2 separate regions of the Bombyx mori genome follow, and region 1 is linked to region 2. A link is a contact called in public Hi-C data. All regions are on one chromosome and are shown on one strand. Each heading gives the region's core, a stretch centred on a gene start, on an enhancer-like site or on the middle of the called end of the contact. The rest is flanking DNA. Distances are from core to core; before and after follow the strand shown.

Region 1 (2,705 bases), core at 186-2,685, 60 kb before region 2:
GCTGTGAGTCCCCGTTCGACTCCGAGTGAGCCTCCTCAATGCTATTCCTAAGTTCAGGTCGATTTGTGTGAGAATCATAAGTGTGGTTCAGATCTATGAGTTTCTCTGTGTGCGAATCAAAGGTAACGTTCGAGTTTTCTTTGAACAGATCTAAAGGGGCCTCCGTTACTATTATCGAGTGAGGCTGTTCCGTTTCGTCTTCCAAATCAAAATTTATCAAGTAGGTACTGGTCGGTTCTCTTACGTCGACTAATATGTGAGATTCTGTTAAATTCGTTAGTTTAAGAGGACCAGTCGTGGGGGTCGTGGGGGTCGTGGGGGCCGTGGGCTCGTCTGTTGGTTGGGGCGAGTGGGGGGCGACCACCAGCTCGCTCGCCAGCAGCCTCTCACTCCTCAAGAACAGCGAGCTGGCGTCTATCAGCGACGACAGATCCTGTGGACGGTGCTTTACAGAGTTTTCGAATTGACGAAATTCCTCAGAACTAACTCCGCTCTCCATGCTTTGACTAGATTTATCTCGAGAATTCACTTCTTGAGGTTTTGTTGTCGCCGAATTTTCAAAGTCGGAATACGTCGGCGTTCGCTCGGACACGACCAAGCTGTCCCGGTTGCTGTACCTGCTCAGGGTTTTGCTGTCGCCTTCAAGGAGTATCTCCGTGTCCTGGGTGCCTCGATCGGTGTTGGAAGACAAATCCTGCGGTCTGATCTCGGCGGATTGTTGAAAATTTTGAAAAGTCGGTACAGACATAACGTACTCGGAGTTGACCGTTTTATCATCCGGAAACGTCATCGGTATGGCTTGCACATCATCCTCGTCGCCCACGATTTCTGTGAGCGGAGTGCTGGTGATAGAGGGCGCCATGTTGTTCCTGTAATTGACATTAGGGCTGTCACCTATGTCTATCAGCAGGGCTTCGTTCTCAGGGCTGCTTGATTTGTTTTTACTCTCAGAGAAATTGTCTTCGAGGCAACTTATTTCAACACTTTCCATTTTTTTAATGCACGGTTCTGAAAAGATACGAGGACTGGTGTTTTCGATTTCCTTATCCTCCGATAACTTTGGCGGGGTGAGATCGGGGTCTTCCCCGAGAGGAGACCTCCTCACCAGCTCCGGTTGCTGAAACTTCCACGGATCGTCCATGGATGCCACTTCAGTGGTGCAGTTGGAGTAGGACGGCATGCCCGACATGAGGGTGCCGTACGCCAGGTCTTTGGTGGGGCTGTTCTTCGTGGAGTCGTTTAGCTGCGAGGACGAGGCGGCGGTTGCGGCAGACCTCACCTTCGTGTACGTGTACTGGTCGTAGGCCGCTATGGAGTCCGGCGAGAACGTCTCGCAGGCTTCGGACTTGCTGTCGTGGATGATGTATGTGGAGCAGTGACTGAGCTCGCGGTCGTCCTCGTCGTGGGTGAGCGTGTCGGTGCTCTCGCTGTTGCCGTCTCCCTTGGTCGGCTCGGGGTCCATCGCGAGGTCGTCGAAATTCTCTTCGACGTTGTAAAGCGTGTCGTTGGAGCACCACGAGTCGATGCTCGTCGCTTTGGAGAGGCACTCGGAGGGCTGCTTGGACAGCTTGGCGTCGGTGGGCAGCGTGGTCTTGGACAGGGTGGAGACGCCGGTCGGGTTGTCGAGGTTGTCGGAGGTGTCGGTGGTCGGGCTCACGAGGAAGGGCGACACTTGCGAGATCCGCTCGCAGCTCGATTCCTTCTCGTCGTTCTTAGTGTACGTCCTGTCGTCGACGGGGGAGTGCACATCTGGTTTCGTTCCTTTACACGGACTAGCGTTTAAGCTATCGGCGCTCATCGTCACCCTGCAATGTTATGGATTAACGATTTTTATACGTTTTTTTTCTTCGTTTTATGTATTTTATTTTTTAAAGATAATTTCGAAGGCAGGAGATTAGTTTATACTAATTTTGATGTTTCACAGATTTACCAAACTATAAAGTGTTTATGTCTTATATTTATTAAATGACTAGATACAAAAACCTTAATGATAGACGGGGTTCGAAATTCAAAGATGTTCTTGAGTTATCACATATACTATTTATGGATATAATATAATGTGTAACTTGAGTACTCACTCGGCGGTGGGCGCGTCTTTGTGCAGTGTGTAGGTGTGGTTGTGAGTGTGCAGCGAGTACGTGGCGGGGGAGGGCACGGGGGAGGGGGCCGGGGAGGGTGCGGGGGAGGGCGGCTGCGTGCTCTGCTCGGTCCAGTTGTTGCAGGGCTCCGGGTAGCTTTCCGACGATTCCGTTAGGAGAGAAGCGTTCCCTGTTCGAACCAATTACATCTTAAATTTCATTAGTTTTAATGAATGTCAAAAAACCGACACAAAGCATGAATAATTAATTAGTGGTGATAGGACGCCTTGTGAGTTCGCACGGGTAGGTACCACCACCCTGCCTATTTCTGCCGTGAAGCAGTAATGCGTTTCGGTTTGAAGGGTGGTGCAGCCGTTGACTGAGTCTTTAGAACTCATATCTCAAAGTGGGTGGCAGCATTTACGTTGTAGATGTCTATGGGCTCCGGTAACCACTTAACACCAGATGGGCTGTGAGCTCGTCCACCCATCTAAGCAATAAAAAAATGGAAAAAAAAACAGGTGGGCGAGCAAAGGCTCAGACCGCCGGGTTCGAATTTGCTAACAGCTGCTCGAACGCCTCCGAAAAAGACCTAACAACTGAAGAAAAGCTGCTTCGCAAATGACT
Region 2 (2,700 bases), core at 58-2,557:
GGAGGCGTTGGGGCACCTCGTAGGAAATCCCATCCCTCCGGGCTGAGTCTTTGCTCGCCCATCTGTCCTGGTGAAACCGGAAAGGCCTTCGGGCCACCAGTAAACCCTCATTGATAAAAAAACATTTTAATATAGAGGAGGTCGACGTCTCAAGTTATTTCTTATAACAGCCGCCCTACCTTTCAAAACGAAACGCCCATAGTTTGATGCGAATCAGAAATATACATCATGGTGGTGATTATCCGTGCAGACTAAGAACACAGCTAATCATCACAAAATATAGTGTACTTAAGAATGAATATAAAAATTTTTTTAAAGCTTCCATCCTCAAAAGAATAACACCGCGATCGTCGCCAACAATGGATCGTAGAAAACTGTCTACCGCTATTAACAAAGGTAGGTACATACTCAATCACTATATTCTTTTGTGTTTTTATTGCGAAATGGCGAGGATTTTTTTAAGTTATTTATTTCATAATACCTACTTACTAGTTTTTAATGACTTCATGACTTTAACGATGACATTATTCACCTTGAGAAATAAGATCGAAATTTCGTTTGTGTTGCACAGCGTGTGCTTTACTCTTGAATCTAATTAGCGCGCTTGCTCTGTGGCAGCAGTGGGTTCCTACCCACTACTCCCACAGAGACCACCGTCCTGGATGGTCTCCGGGCGGGCGATAACGTACCCAAAACGCTACACTAAAGACCAATTTAACCAGTGTTTTTTCATTACAATGAAAAATCAATTGAAGTGTGGTATTGACGATTTTGCGGGAGCATTTGTAGTAAATGTCCATGGCATATATATTTGAAGAGAAATTTATTGCATTTTCAACTGATAATTAGGACTCCTCATTCCCTCTTTATAATAGTAATGGTAGACACCACACAAGGTTTTCATCCGTTCCCTTTGAATCTCTCAAAGGGGCCACAGCTTATGTATAATAGGTAAAAATAATACCTGGGGGGGATGATCACCTTTTTTCCCTACCTAATCGTTGGTAGCCTAAGGGGCTATTCCAACTTCACGTGGACCGGTAGGCGAGCTCAGGGGCTCAACCTGAGAGAATTGCTAACACTAGCTCTAGCAAGAACAATGCTCCGCTGAATCTACTACCGATCGGAATCGCGACCCACGGAAAAGATTCGGCAAGAAACTCAATGGGTTGAGGATGATCACCACCCTTCAATAAGTCTCCATCATCATAGATAATACACATAAATTGCCATCACTGTTGTCGCCGTGGAAGGTAACACCTTCCTACCACCTAAGTGATCTCCGTTGGCCATGTATGGTCCACCAGCAAAGCTATAGGTATGGCCAGGCCGCGGCGGCCTCTATTTTCAAGTTATGTTATGTTCTAGCGGAGGTCTGTGAACATCGTTCGCCGCTAACAGTGAAGAAAAGGGAGGCGCCTAAATCGACACGTGAGTGTGGTATATAACATAACCTATTAGATTACGTTATAGATTTAGTATCAGAATAGTAAGATAGGATGTGCTCTTACTATAATCGTAAATTTAAATAAACATGGGTATTTAATTAAAGTTCTTCCAATCAATCAAATACAATTTAATGAAATTGAAATCATGTAGGTGCTTATTCGGGTTTATCTATTTTGCAAAAACAAATTAGAATTAATGTTGTGCACGTTTTAGTATTTTTGGTATTGTATACCGAAACTGGTATAGAAGTCGAACCATCTTTTTTATTGTTTATTGCCCTTGTCGGCAGGCTAGCATACGGCCCACCTGATGGTGAATGGTTACCGTCGCCCATGGACTTCAGCAATGCCAGGGGCAGAGCCAAGCCGCTGCCTACTGAAAGTCATTAAATGAAGGTGCTAATTAAAAAACAAAACATGTTTTTTATTTGCGATTTTTTTTCTGTTTATGTTTCGCGAACCGCTTCCTATACTTCTCTTATTTTTATGGGTTTAAGTTGACACAGCAGTATGTTTTACCCTAGTAAATAAATTGTGTAATAGATTTGACGAATACATATACTCTAAATGACAACTCGCCTTGCATTGTAAATTAAAACTTAGACAGAACTCAAGGTGGATGGTTGCTTAACGTCGTTGATGTCTATGGGCTCCAGTGACTACTTGTGCTCGTCCATCCATCTGAGCGATAAAAAATAAAACTTAAATTTATAGGATTAAGTTTGCAAATAAAACGGCCACAGGGCGGACCCTAACAAATACTCACTTTCAGCTCGCACTCAGAACAGGGATGTATGCATGAACATTCTCGTGAACATGATAGTCTGGCGTTTAGTTCATGTCGGGTTCTGTCTGTGGGAAGCCGAGGGTCCGGTTCTGATTGCTACTATAGCATTTGCCGTTTTGTTTTGGACAGCCGCAAAGGAGACCTTTGGTTTTGCGAAGCCGAACTCTGGCACCGCAGTGCTGAGTAACAGTTTGTCGCCGTGCAGGAATCGACTCGAGAAATGTTAGTCTCCACACAATCGTAAATTGTTTGTATTAGTAATGCATATAAAACTAGAATTTCCTATTGAAATTAGTAAAAGAAATCAAAAACTACCCTAACTTTTGTTGAAAATCACACCGTAATATTATACTACCAAAAACTTTGAAGTATTTTCATGGTATTTTGTTGAGTCGCCCATCTAGGATAAAGTGCCATATCAAGCTGGTTATCCCAACTTATTAGATTAAATTCAAACGAGTTGAC

Evidence for each region. Hi-C and Micro-C count contacts between places; a contact is called where the count stands out from the background.
Region 1: a contact with region 2 is called in a Hi-C map of middle silk gland, with 2.2 times the contacts expected there. The contact joins two enhancer-like sites. A contact is called at or near these places in 2 of 7 Hi-C or Micro-C datasets (middle silk gland and posterior silk gland).

What each region holds. Positions count from the first base shown.
Region 1 is chr17:2,914,496-2,917,200 of ASM3026992v2, reverse strand. It overlaps LOC101742325, which reads right to left. Exons shown (of 19, transcript XM_038017064.2): 12 at 2,079-2,268; 13 at 1-1,805. Among protein-coding and RNA genes, the nearest start is that of TRNAT-UGU, 3.8 kb to the right of the region's middle. Within about 2 kb of position 1,435, at least 3 of the 8 cell types and tissues checked have open chromatin away from gene starts, as enhancers often do.
Region 2 is chr17:2,854,523-2,857,222 of ASM3026992v2, reverse strand. It overlaps LOC101744488 (ribonuclease Z, mitochondrial), which reads left to right. Exons shown (of 27, transcript XM_062673269.1): 22 at 319-396; 23 at 1,369-1,440; 24 at 2,365-2,457. Among protein-coding and RNA genes, the nearest start is that of LOC778515, 9.3 kb to the right of the region's middle. Within about 2 kb of position 1,307, at least 1 of the 8 cell types and tissues checked has open chromatin away from gene starts, as enhancers often do.